Linked DNA regions of Sus scrofa: region 1 is linked to region 2. A link is a contact called in public HiChIP or PLAC-seq data. All regions are on one chromosome and are shown on one strand. Each heading gives the region's core, a stretch centred on a gene start, on an enhancer-like site or on the middle of the called end of the contact. The rest is flanking DNA. Distances are from core to core; before and after follow the strand shown.

What was found. HiChIP or PLAC-seq counts read pairs in DNA pulled down with a chosen protein or histone mark.
Region 1: an H3K27ac HiChIP or PLAC-seq map of alveolar macrophages shows a contact between it and region 2, with 2.7 times the contacts expected there. The contact joins the promoter of SREBF2 here to the promoter of TNFRSF13C in region 2. A contact is called at or near these places in 2 of 5 promoter capture datasets (fetal liver and liver), 17 of 47 Hi-C or Micro-C datasets (alveolar macrophages, blood, embryonic fibroblasts and 7 more) and 2 of 2 datasets of contacts at active chromatin or transcription factors (alveolar macrophages and skeletal muscle).

The regions. Positions count from the first base shown.
Region 1 is chr5:6,783,179-6,789,361 of Sscrofa11.1, forward strand. SREBF2 (sterol regulatory element-binding protein 2) reads right to left here and starts at 1,546. Exons shown (of 19, transcript XM_021091444.1): 1 at 1,267-1,546. The coding sequence starts at 1,354. MEI1 (meiosis inhibitor protein 1) reads right to left here. Exons shown (of 36, transcript XM_021091442.1): 36 at 2,779-5,482. It overlaps CCDC134 (coiled-coil domain-containing protein 134), which reads right to left. Exons shown (of 7, transcript XM_021091452.1): 7 at 2,779-5,482. The coding sequence ends at 5,357.
Region 2 is chr5:6,697,468-6,704,044 of Sscrofa11.1, forward strand. It overlaps TNFRSF13C (tumor necrosis factor receptor superfamily member 13C), which reads left to right and starts at 2,345. Exons shown (of 3, transcript XM_021091440.1): 1 at 2,345-2,592; 2 at 2,939-3,178; 3 at 3,714-5,936. The coding sequence starts at 2,457. The coding sequence ends at 3,895.

The sequences.
Region 1 (6,183 bases), core at 296-2,795, 85 kb after region 2:
AAGGTCAGGCCGAGGGGTGAAATGTAACCAAAGCAAAATGTGAAACAGATCCTTTTCAATTAGCCTCTGCCACTATCTCATCCCCTGGAAGAGAATCTTCTGCTGCCTGGGTTTCTTCATCTGTATAATTAAATGGGAGCCATCCTACCTGCCTGCAAGGCTGTAGTGAGATCTTGGACTTGAAAGCACTTGGTAAAACTCAAGAGCAAAACACACCTGAGTTACTGATTAAGAGCATGGGTTCTGGACAATCTAAAGTTAACACCTCCTGCTCTCAGTGTCCTGTAAAGTAGGAGCAATAAGAACATCTATCTCGAGTGACTGTAGTGAGGAATAAGTGAAACAATATAAAGTGTCTGGGGCCTAGAATATCGGAAGAGCCCAACTACTGAGAATTATTATTTTGGTGACTAACCTATTCACTGGACTCCTCACCCCCCAGGATCAGGTAGTGGCGACACCAACACTGGCCCAGGAACTGTGCTCTGTAACCAGCTGGGGGACCCCGGGCAAGCCGCTGACCCTCTGCAAACTTTAGGTTCCGTAGCCACCAAATGAGAGTATTGCAAGAGAGCATCCCTGGGCTCCTACCAGCTCTTCCTTTCCGCTGTTAAGGTCGTCGGAACAAAGGCCACCCGCTCCCCAGCCTGTCCCCGAGGGGCCACAACTCAAAACTCCTGCTGCTCAACTCCCTGTGCAGAACGACAGCAGGAGCGGCCCGGTCTCAACCCCGGAGAGATGCGTCCACGTTACGCCGCCACCACTCGTTTCATCAGCAACCTGCTTCTGCGGCCGCTCGCTGCCCAAAGTTTCCCGAAGCACGGAGAAACTGGGCCGTGGCTCAACCCGGAGAAGACCTGAGGGGTGAGCGCGCGGAGCCTGGGGGCCCGGCCCCGGGAATCCCAAGCTGCCCACGCGGCCGGGCGGGGAGTGACAGGTGCGACGTGGGCCCGCTGGCTGGCAAGCGGGACCTCGGGCGGCGCGTGTAGGCGCGCAAGGGAAACGGCGGCCGCGCGCTCCCCTCAGGCCGCTCCCCCGCGACGCCCCCGACAAGATCCCATGGTCTGCCGAAACCGAGCGGCCCGGCGGGGCTGAAACCCGCAGCGCCGAGGGCTGGGGACTGCCGGGGCGACCGCGCGTGCCGGTTCTTCCCGCGCGAGACTGGGGTGCCGGGGGATGGGCGTACGCGCCCCCGCGCGCGCCGCCGTAACCCCTTCCTCTCCGCGCGCCCCCGCACTCCCATCCACCCACCCACCCATCACTCACCGTCGATGTCCCCTAGGGTCAGCTCGTCGCCCAGCTCCGTGAGGGTCTCCATGGTCTCCAGACCGCCCAGCTCGCCGCTTTCGTCCATCGCCCGGCTCGGCGCAGAGGACCCCCCTGCCGTCCCGCTCAGGGAGACGCGAGGGCGGTGCCGCCGTCACCACCCATGACACCCAAGAGCTCCCGCCCGGTACTGCCTCACCGGCCGGTGCCAACCGCCGCCATGTTTGCGCTGCGCGGGAGGGCGGGGCGGGATTCCCCCGCCCCAACCCGCGCCCTCTATGGCCCCGCCCCCAGGCCGCGCACCCCCTTGTTTGTTGTCAATGGGACCAGGCCCATCTTGACCAATCGCCTTGCGGAGCGGCGCGTGGGGTGATGGCGCGTCAACGATCAGCAGCTCAGATTTGCATAAGAAGGCTCCTCCCCTGGCGGCCTCTTAGCGAATGCGAAGAGAAGGCTCCGGGTCCTCAGTCCAACCTTCTTCCCCTCGTTTAAAGGAACCGCTCCCTTTTTTGTTGGTTTGGCTCCGCAAGCTACTACCTCTGACTGCTGGGAGTTGAAGGGTTAACAAGTTCCGCCCCCGGCCGCGGGAGGCCCCCGAAGCCAGCCTTAAGCACATTACGTCATCTTCCCAGCTGTTCCCGCCCTCCCCACGATCCCAGCCCGCTGGGGAAGCGGGTGGAATCAAACCTAGACCCCTAGTACTGGAGCACGGAGGAATCCTTAGATCGTTAAAGTCACGTTCCAGCTAAGCCCCTTGCAAAGGCGCTACGAAAGCTCGCGAACCGCCTAAGAGTGGAGCATGTTTTGCAATTCATGCGCCTTTGCACCTGCCGCGACGACGCGCTTACTCCGACAGCCTCACCCAGTCTCACCCCGGTACATCAGAATCCCTTGCAGTCCTTTAAAATAATGCCAGTGCCTGGAACTATCACAGGCCTCCAGAGGTTGGGTCCGGGCATGAGCATCATGCGGGGATTATGAGGCGCAACCCACCCACGGATTCCCACTCTTAAACTTCTCAGTTCTGCAGCTGGTCACGATATAAACAAATGTGCACGTTTCTAGGAATTTATAAATAAGGAAGACAAATATGAGTGTTTAAAAAATTTGCAAGTTTGTGTGTTCAAAGGCGTTCATCAGAGTCTTCTGTAAATTGAGAAAAATTGGGAAGCCCAATAACGACCTGCTGAATAAATTACATCCACACAATGTAATTATCATGGCATCATTAAACATTACATACATGAATGTCTATCTGTTGACAACGACTTTCACAGTATTAAAAGGGGAAAGTATGTTTACTGCTGGTCTGTGAGAGGCAGCTGTTGCTTGGTGGTCAAGACAGACTTCACAGGCCCTGTGAAGGCAGGCATACGGGTCCATTTATGAACGAGTGACTCTGAGCTAAATAAACGCCCTAAGCTTCAGTTTTGTCATCTCTAACATGGGAATAGTGTCCCTCATAGTTGTGAGGAAAGTGGAATCACACAATTCAACCAATCACATTGCACATTCATTTGACAATATTTATTGAACATCTCTGGGGCAAGCAAAGAGACAATTCCTGCCCTCTGAGAGCCTCTGGTCCGGTAAAGAAAACATTGATATTTAAGACGAAACCTGAAATTATGAGAACTGCATCTGGTATAGCCAAGGGAACAAACAACACAAAGGCCCTGCAGCAGAAGCAGCTGATGGAAGCCAGCACTTGGAATAAGGCCTGACATACGGTTAGGGCCCCTGCAAGGTAGTTATTATAACTGAGAAAACAAGGATCTGTGTGTCACATGAAGGGCAGGATGGAAGGCCTAATAGCTGAGTGTCAGTTATAATTATGGGAGTGGTAGGATTCAGGGTAAATCTTACTTTCTCTTTTTTTTTTTTTTTTTGCTTTTTAGGGCCAAACCTGCAGCATGTGGAAGTTCGCAAGCTAGGGGTCAAAACGGAGCTGCAGCTGCCAGCCTCCACCACAGCCACGGCAACACAGGATCTGAGCCACATCTGCAACCTATACCACCACAGCGCATGGCAACACTGGATCCTTAACCCACTGAGTGAGCCCAGGGATCAGACCTGCATCCTCATGGGTACTAGTCGGGTTTGTAACCCGCTGAGCCACAACAGGAACTCCCAGGGTGAATCTTACTTTCTTCTTGGCATTTCAGTATTATTTAAATTACTTTTTATAATGAACATGTATAACATAATAAAGTACCTGGGGGAGAGAGGAACGTTCTCTTGTTTACATGCAGAAGAGCCGGTATAGGTTACACCAGTCTTACCCGGAAACAAAATCAAACCCCGCTGCCCTGCTCTGGTCCAGGCACTGAGCTGGGCAGTGTCATCTTCACATGTACCCTTCAGTGGCTCGCACAGGGCTCCCCACACTGGGGGTGATGCTGGCATACCATATGGCTCACTTTCATTGTGGTCCAATGCCTTCCCATCCCAGAGCCTCAGTAAACCTCTGCAGAGGGATCTCTGAGCACCAGGTCAGGTAAGTGGACCCAGTCTGTCTCCCACTCTACAGATGCTCCCACAGCTCCCAGGTGGACCTGCCCAGGGACGAGAGCAGAATAGTTCTATTTGTACCTCTTAAGGTGTCAGATGGGGAAACTTGAGTCCATTTGAAGGTGGAGAAGGGATCAGCCAAGATGGAGAGAAGTGAAGGTGTAGAAGGAAAAACCCAGGAGAACAGAGATGCTAGATGGGGCAGAGGTGAAGACAGGATAAGAGTGGGCCCCTCTCTTTGGCTGTGCTTACAGTGGGTGCTCAGCAAATACATGGGAGAACAAAGAACCATCAGAGAAGGGCACCTGTCACTGAGAAGCCAGGCCCCGACCTCGGAGAAGCAATTTAGGGCTGGACAGAGGGTTCAGACATTATCAAATTCATTACATCAGTGAAGCCACAACACAAGGAAGGGGTGGGCCAGGGGTCACTCAGCAAGTCTAATGGGCTGAGATAGACTCCAGGTCTCCCTTGGGTTCTGGTAGCAGTGAGGAGCTGGAGACAGTTGTGTGTCTCTGCTTTTAAGAGGCAGACCCTGACTTGGCAAAGTCAGCTTAAGAGCTAGAATTCCTACTGGAGCCCCTCCCTTTTCTGCCTGGGAAGGACATGACTGAAGGGCAGTGCCTACTCAAGGCCCACCTCCCTCTGCAGCTTCCCTGCCCCCTGGCCCTGACACAGAGAGCTTGCTGTCCGACCAATCCAGCTCGGAGCAGCCCTCCCCTTACAAAGCACAGCCTCCTGCAGAGCTGCAGCCTGTCCACCAAAGGCCCTACACACAGGCCAGGGGTCTCCCAACACTGCCAGAGATGACAAGCTGATTCTTCCCTGTGCCTGATCACGGCCATCCCTGGATATCTGAGGACAGAGACCATGTCGCTCCAAGGTTGTCTTGGGCTAAACACCCTCCTCAGATACTTCTGGTCCCTTCATCAAGGACAGTGCTGCGAAGGGAAGAGAAGGCCATAGCCAAGCTTGTGCTTTGCTGCCCTGCCAGGGCCTGAGGCTCTTCCCGATGAGGAAGGGACATCCTTAAATGTCATCTCTGCATCTGAGGGCCCTGAGCCCCCCACCCAGGCCCCTCCCACCTGCCCCATGGAGAGGCTTACAGCTCCCTGGTGCCCAAACCAGCCTCTGTTAGCCCAGAGGATTAGTGGGCTTTTATTGTGTTTCTGCAGGGGGCTGAGACCTGTGCCAGGCAACTCAGTAACACAGAGGGGCCAGCAGCAGGCATGACAGCAGCCTCCCACAACGGACAGCAGCCAACTAGTCAGGGGTCCTAACCCACTGGGAGAATCCAGCCCAGGTTCCCTCCTGCTTTTTGCAGCATCTCCACAGTTGGTGTGCAGCCTAGCACCCTCTGAAGGCTCCATTGGCACCACTCTGCGGAAGTCGCAGGGAGGAAATCCAGCCCTCTGCGGCCCAGTCCCTTAGCTGGGGCTCAGAGCTGGCTCCAGGGGGCTGAGCAGACTCAGCCTCCCCTCACATGGGCCAGCTCTCACCACTAGCTGACGCTGCTGCATCCTCCTCTTCCTCCTGACTGGCCGCCTCCTGGCCCCTTGAACCCTGGCCTGCTCAGGGGCTATAACTCGGACTGGGATCTGGAGATCCGAGGGCCTTTTCGGATCTCTTTCCGCTTTTCCTCTTTCTTCCGGCGTTTTTCCTCTTCCCTCAGGGCCTTCTGGAAAGGGTCAGTGCTGGAGATGAACTGAGGAAAAGAGCAGAGCACTCTGATTAAATCCGCTGGCAGTAAAGAGTTTGTACTGAGCTAGGCTGCTGTGGGCCATGGGGACAGGAGGGTCACTCGGACACAGGCCCTGCCCTTGGGGAGCCCACAGACATGGACAATTAAACGGGCTTGAGGAAAACCACTGGGTGGGTCTTGAAAGATAAGCAGGAGCTTGCCAAGCAAAACAGGGTGGGTGAAGCGGACATTCCAGCAGAGGGACAGGTGCTGAACCTCCGTGGACATCTGAGAAACAACAGACAGACCACTCAGGGCGAAGGGGCCGAATGCCCAAGGCTACCACAGACCCCTGGAGCTTGAGGAGGAGGGCAGGGCAGTCAGCAAGAGTAAGACAGCTGGGGTCCTGCTGCTTGCGGACAAGTTGCAAGGTCTAGGCAATGAGTGTACAGAAGCAGGTGGATCAAAGGATAAACTGGCAGACCCTGAAAAAGAGGTGGAAAGGTGAAGAAAATGGTGCCTGGGCTTGTGGCGTCCATAGCACGTGCGTGGTGGTACCCAGTGATGAGCCAGGAACACAGGGCGAGTGGGGAGGAGGAGGAGGACTTCAGTTGGGGCAATCCCCAGGCCCTCTGCTCCTCTTCCTCCACTCTTCAGATTGGTGCATCTAAACCCAGGGCTTCCCTTACACCTCCAAGGTCAATGACCCTTCACATTTGCATCTC
Region 2 (6,577 bases), core at 1,095-3,594:
CACAGCCACATCAACACCAGATCCGAGCCATGTATGTGACCTACCCCCACAGCTGCAGCAATGCCGCATCCTTAACCCATGGAGTGAGGCCAGGGATCGAACCCTCATCCTCATGGATACTGGTTGGGTTCGTTACGGCTGAGCCACGACGGGAACATCCCCCCACTTCCCTATTTAGAAGGTGCAAGTGGAAGGTCTGTCTGGAGTCAGGTGCCCCACACACCATCAACACCAATCCTGCTGCCCACTCTGTGCTTGGCACTGCCCACTGCAGGCACTTAGGAGGCACTGGTAAGGGTGAAAGTGGAGCCTCTCTGGTTCTCCCTCCAGGTGGCCGGTATAGAGGTGGCTCCTGTGAGTGGCCTCCCCTCTCCCGGGGACAGGCTCCCCCTCCAGGGTCCCAAGACCCAGCCCACTTGGCCTGAACATCTGGCTGGGGGTGAAGAGATGCCGCATGTGTGGTAAGGGCCCTGCCGCCCTGAGGGTCGCGGGTGAGAACAGGACCAGTAGCGATGGGGGGGGGGACAGGGGCCCAGTCTTTAGGCCTTGCCCCCACCCCTCTGCCCTAAGGAGGCCCTTCCCTGCCTTGGCTCCTGGCAGGCCCCTGGCTCCCCCACCCCCTCACCACACACCCCCACTCACACCCACACCCACCGCCCCGGACCCACTTCTCCTTTGCAGTTGCCCCACCGCCTACACCTTCCTGCTACGGAGTTGCTGGCCCGTGGGCAGGGGACGGAGAGGCAGTGGGCCAGGGCGGCTCAAGGCCAGCCGGCTCGAGGTTCTGTGTGAGTCCTCGTGTCCTCGGAGCCAGAAACCTGGGGGCCGGCCTTGCTCCCCTCACTCCATAGCATCACTCCTCCCTCCTAAACAGCTGCTGGCTGCTCCCTGGCCCTGAGTCATGGGGGAGCCTCCTTGCTACTCCACTCACCCTGTCTCCAACCCCACAGCAGGGGGAACGTCCCTTCAAAGGCACAGCTCAGACCCTCTCCCCCACTCAGGTACCTCCTGGGGCTCCTCACTGCCCAGGGCTTATGGCTTGCGGCCTGGCCCGCCCAGCTGCAGCCTCAGTCTCTCTCCCTCGGCAGCACCTCTGGAGGCAGGGGCCAGGCCTGTCCCCAGAGTCGGCTTCCACTTTCCCAGCTCCTGCTTTTGCCCTCTGCCTAGAAGTTTCCCCTCCCCTCTGAGCTGCTGAAGATCTACTCCAGCCCCTAAGCCCCCTCCGTGCCCCAGGGACTGTCAGTCCTTCCGCTGTACACCCCCAGCCCTGAGTGCCCCAGGGTCTGGCCAGGCCCACCATGAGGCTCTAAGCCCGTGGTCCATGCTGAGGCTCTCTGCCAGCCCCTGCCCCGGGGGAGGGGGCAGCGGAAGTCCAGGAAGGCCCAGGGGGCTTGAGTGTCCGCCTGACACTCAGTGTGAGAGACAGGTGGGGCTTCCCCAAACACTGGCGAGTGGAGACACACAGAAGAGGCCCCACAGAGACACAGGCGAGCAGGCCAGGACACACACAGCCCTGGGAGGAGGAGGTGGGGTGGGTGGGCTGCCCACTTAGTGCCTACTGGGCCTGGGTCTGTCTGCTCATCTGTTGATCTGAGCCTCCCTCCTGCTTAGGATCTGGAGACCGAGCTGCCCCCGGTCTGTGCCCTCCACTCCAGCCAGCGGTTCTGACTGTGTCACTCCCTGCATGGCTCTCAAGTGCCCTTCTGGCCAGAATCCGAGCTTCTCTCAGTTAAGGCCCCAGCCCGGCCCTCTGGTTCCAGCATTCCCTGGCCTTCGTATTTGGCCCCCAGGCCCCTTGCTCACCCTGGGTGCCCCCCGCCCCCTGCGACCTCAGTTCAGCCAGCAAACACCTTATCATCTCCTCCACAAAGCCTTCCCGTGCCCTGTGGTACCACCTTCACTGATGCCATGCTGTGAGGTGTCGTCTCCCCCATCACCACCACCAGTGTGAGTCCCCTGGGGCTTGGTACCATGTGGGGGCCCTCAGGATGTCTTCGATGAACTGACCAGCTCTGCGGGAGAAGGGCAGGAGAGCTTCCCAGAGGAGGCAGCTGGGGGGAGATGGCTGGTGGGGAGCACCTGGGCCTATGGGCTGGCCTTGGGGGGCAGGGCAGAAGAGGCCTCCCCGAGGTCTGTGTCCTCTTCAGGGACCCATCCTCTGCTCCCCAAGGGCGGGCCCTTGTCTGAGCCCCAGCCTTGTCCCAGTGCCCAGCAGGGAGCCCGCCCCGTGGTTGTCTGGGGGTGATGGTTGAGTGGCTGAATGGAGGAACCACAGATAGAAGGTCTGGGGTGCTGAGGCCCTGGCTAAGAGTGGTCCCACCCCGTCCCACCCCAGCAGGCAGGAGGGCGGGGCGGGGCGGAGTGGGTGGCGGCCCCTCCCGGTTTCTTCCCCGTGGGGCAGCAGAGGCCAGACTCTGTCCCGGCAGGGTGTGCAGACAGGCCTGGGCTTTGGCAGCATGAGGCGAAGGGCGAGGAGTCTGAGGGGCAGGGACGGGCCGGTCCCCACGCAGTGCCTGCAGACCCAGTGCTTCGACTTGCTGGTGCGCAACTGCGTGGCCTGCAGCCTCCTCCGCACGCCCGATCCTGGACCGGGTAAGCGTTACCCGGCTCTGGCCGTTGGAGCGCCAGGGCAGCCCTGGTGGAGGGAAGGAGGGTCCTGCCACCGAGGCTCGTGCCCCGCCAGAGCCGCAGGCATGGCCCGCACCTGCCCAGGACCCGGGCTGGGGCATCAGTTAACGGGGGGCTGTGGGCTGGAGCCTGAGTGGCTCAGCCATGCGGGCTGCGGGCTGGAGCCTGCGCGCGGCCGTGGCCCCTCCTGCTCCCCCCCCCCCACCGGCTGTCCCTCCCCTCCCGTCCCAGCCTCTCCTCCCTCCGACCTTCCCCTACCCTCTCTTCCCTCCCCTCTGCCCCTGACCTCCCTCTCCGTCCCCTCCAGCAGGCGGCCCGAGCAGCCTGGCTCCCGGGACGGCGCTGCAGCCGCAGGAGTCGGTGGGGCCCGGGGCCGCCGAGGCCGAGGCCGCGCTGCCACTCCCGGCGCTGCTCCTGGGCGCCCCCGCGCTGCTGGGCCTGGCGCTGGCCCTGGTCCTGCTGGGCCTGGTGAGCTGGAGGCGCCGCAGGCAACGGCCCCGCGCCTCGGCTGCCCCGGAGGCCCCGGAAGCCCTGGACGGAGACCAGGACGGTACGTTCCCCGTCTAGAGGAACCGAGAGGCACTGTCCAGCCCGGGAAGGTCCGGCCCTGGGGGACGGGGGCCGTCGGAGGGGACACATGGCCCTGGCGGGCTAGGGGCCCTGGGAAGGGGGTCTGAAGCCAGGCAGATGGAGGGGGCGGCGAGGGGCGCCGTCTGAGATCTCAGGCTGAGCGGGGAGCAGCGGCCCTGCCCAGGGTCCCGGCCTGGTGAGCGCCTGAGTGAGGAAGACGCGGGCTGGGGGCCCGGGGGAGGGAGGGGTCGTCCTGCCCTCGCTCCGGGAAGGCCAAACTGACCCCCACGCCTCCTCTCCCAGTGTCAGCACTGCCACTGCGCAAACCCTCCCAGCACTTCCGGTCCCGAGGGCCCATCATGTGCCACCCTCCCCCTCCCCACCGCCGCCTAGGGGCTTCCTCGCCTGACTTCTCTCAGAAGTCGGAGGGCTCTCTCTCCGGGGAGGTTCCAGAAACGGGATGGCGGAAGGCTGTGACCCAATCCTGACCCTGCACCCCCCCACCCCCCAACCAGGGCCCCTGGATAATGACATCGTCCCCTCTCCTGGAACCCTGGATGCCACTGCTCCCATCTGGCTTCCACCCAGCGAAGACTCAGCCACCACCCCACCTGCCCACAGCGTCCCTGTGCCAGCCACGGAGCTGGGTTCCACTGAGCTGGTGACCACCAAGACGGCCGGCCCTGAGCAGCAGTAGCGATGGAGGGGACAGGAGGCTGCCCTCAGGCAGAGGCTTGGAGGTTGAATTCGGCTCCTCTCCCCTGGTCCCACCTGCTTCTTTACTGAGAGTCAAGCTGCTCCCGGGCTCATCCTGCAGAACTATAGGCGCTGCAGACACAGGGTTCGGACTACATGGGATCCTATGGCGTGTTCGCATTTGGCTTAAAATCAGACTATCTTTGGCAGCCCTCAAAGCCTGAGCTATGTGCCTTTGAGGGGTTGGGCACCCTGAGTAGGCGTTTTTCTTTAAGCATGGGGAAGCCACCATCAGCCAAAATGAATCTAGGAGAAGGATCAAGTGGGAGGATGCCTAATTTGTGGCTGTATGTTGTATTTAATACTTGCTCTCAGAGTCGTTCTGCTTTTAAACTGATGCCAATGACAGCAATGAGTAACCAACTGACCCTTTGGGATTTCGCACAAGGTAATTCTAAGAAATAGCCTGGATTGTCCTGATTCTTTGGCACCTGTACCCTAGGGTCAGCCCTGAGTTTGACCCAACCTGCTAGAACTTACGATGCCAGCTTTACCCTGGTGGCCGCTTCCAGAACCCCAGGCTCACACTTGGGAGGAAGTCTACAGCTTCTGGGGCTGGACTGCAAATTCACACCGAAGGTACCCTGGCAGGCCTCTCCATCAGAGACCACCTGGAGTCCTAGCCGCCTCCAGAGCACTCTGAGCTGTACACAGGGCAGGGCCCAAGACCTGCAGGAGGCTCTTTTGTTCAGAGGCCAGGGCAGGCCTGTAGCCTTGAACCAGCTGGACCTGATATCCCTTGAGCTCCCTTCTGTGGCCTGTCCTCCTCAAGTGCTCAGGTCACTTGGCCATTCTGTGCCAGCTCCCTGCAGTCACCCATCATCCCAGTGGAACTGTTCCTCGGACACTGGTGCCCCTTGCCCTGGAGAGTGGAGCTGAGACCATCTCTTCCAGTTCTGGACCACACTGTGAACTCAGCTGGCCACTGACTCTCCTGCTGGCCCTCCTACACAGAGTTAGAAACAGTTGACCCGGACTTCACCCTGGACAGTGCCATGGAACTTGTCACAGTTTAGCACCCCCGGAAGGGGCACTGGACGGCGAGTCAGAAGATGGGACCCTGGGTACCAGTTTGTTCCACTTGTAGGTCCTTGACCCTGTTCTGTTCTGCGCATCCGATGCTTTCTGCCCGCCTCTCCCTGACCTGCCTATCAGAGCTGCCCAGCAGATACCCACCTTGCCTGCCCACCCCTTTCCCAGCTCAGAAGAGTCAGCAGTCAGCAGTCAGCAGCATTTGCAGCCTCGAGGACCACCTCTCCCTCCTGAACCCGGCTCAGATGTCCCCCGCTCCCTGGCTGCCAGGTGGCTGGGGTGAGGTCAGGGTGGGCGCAACAGGCAGGACAGTGGGAGGCAGGCCCAGAATGGGCCCATCTTTCCCCTTCTCTCCATCTCAGGGTTGGGGAGCAGTCTGAGTTGTTCCCGGCCATGCCTGTCTCCCACACCATCTTTTCCACCGCAGCCGGGGGTGGGGGCACCTGGAGGTGAAACAAGTGGGTGAAACCCCCCTGGGGCCCAGACATGCAAACCTCGGGCACCACTGTGTGCCCACTGAACCCCTGGTCTGGTCTCAGTTTCCTTTTAAGAAAAATGGGGGGAGGGGGATACAAAGCTCTCCTCCTGGCCCGTGGCTCTCCCAGGAGGACTGGGAGGGAACTCGAGAGAGCACACACTCCCCCTCCATTTTGCAGATGAGAAAACTGAGGCCCAGAGAGGGGGCCTCATCCAGCGAATCGCAGAGGGCAATTCCCTGGGGAGGAACCAGGAGCAGAGGCCAGGGGATGGGTGGACAAGAATGGGGTCTGTCTCCCCTAAAAAAGCCCCACCTCCCAGAGGCCTCCATTTTCTAGCCCTCCATCCTGCCCTTGCTTTCTAAAGAACCTTCTGGAAGTGAATGTATTTGGTCTTCACAACAGGAGGAGGGGAGTGGGTACTTGTGTTTGCTTTTTTAAAAAATGACTTTTATTAAAAGAACAAAAAGTTGAGATGTGTTTTGTAGACACTTTGGAAAGTTCAGGATGGTAGTCCAGGGTGGAGTCTTTCGGGAAGTCACCCCAGATTCAGAACACCAGGGTTGAGTAACCATTCTATACATGGAAATTCGTATCTTGACTATCATATTTGCTGAATTTTGTCTTTAAACCAAAGTTTTCATTTGTAAACTTTTCCACTTGAGTGTTTTCGACCTCTGCTATTGTAACTGAGGCAGTAGCACCTCTTTAAACATAAATCTTTGCCTGAGTCTGTTTCCCAGAAGGAGAGTAATTTCAGCCACAGGCCTTGACTTTTTTTTTTTTTTTTTTTTGCTTTGCTTTGCTTTTTAGGGCAACACCTGCAGCATATGGAGGTTCCCAGTCGCCAACCTGCACCATAGCCACAGCAACGCCAGATCCAAGCCACATCTGCAACCCACACCAACAGCTCATGGCAACACTGGACCCTTAACCCACTGAGCGAGGCCAGGGATCGAACCTGAGTCCTCATGAATCCTAGTCGGGTTTGTTAACCGCTGAGCCATGAAGGGAACTCCAGCCTTGACCTTTTTTAAGGCCTCTGTTGGTCAAATTGCTTTCCTGAAAATCTGGACCGATTTACCTGCATGAGCAGGGACTATATGACCCATCTT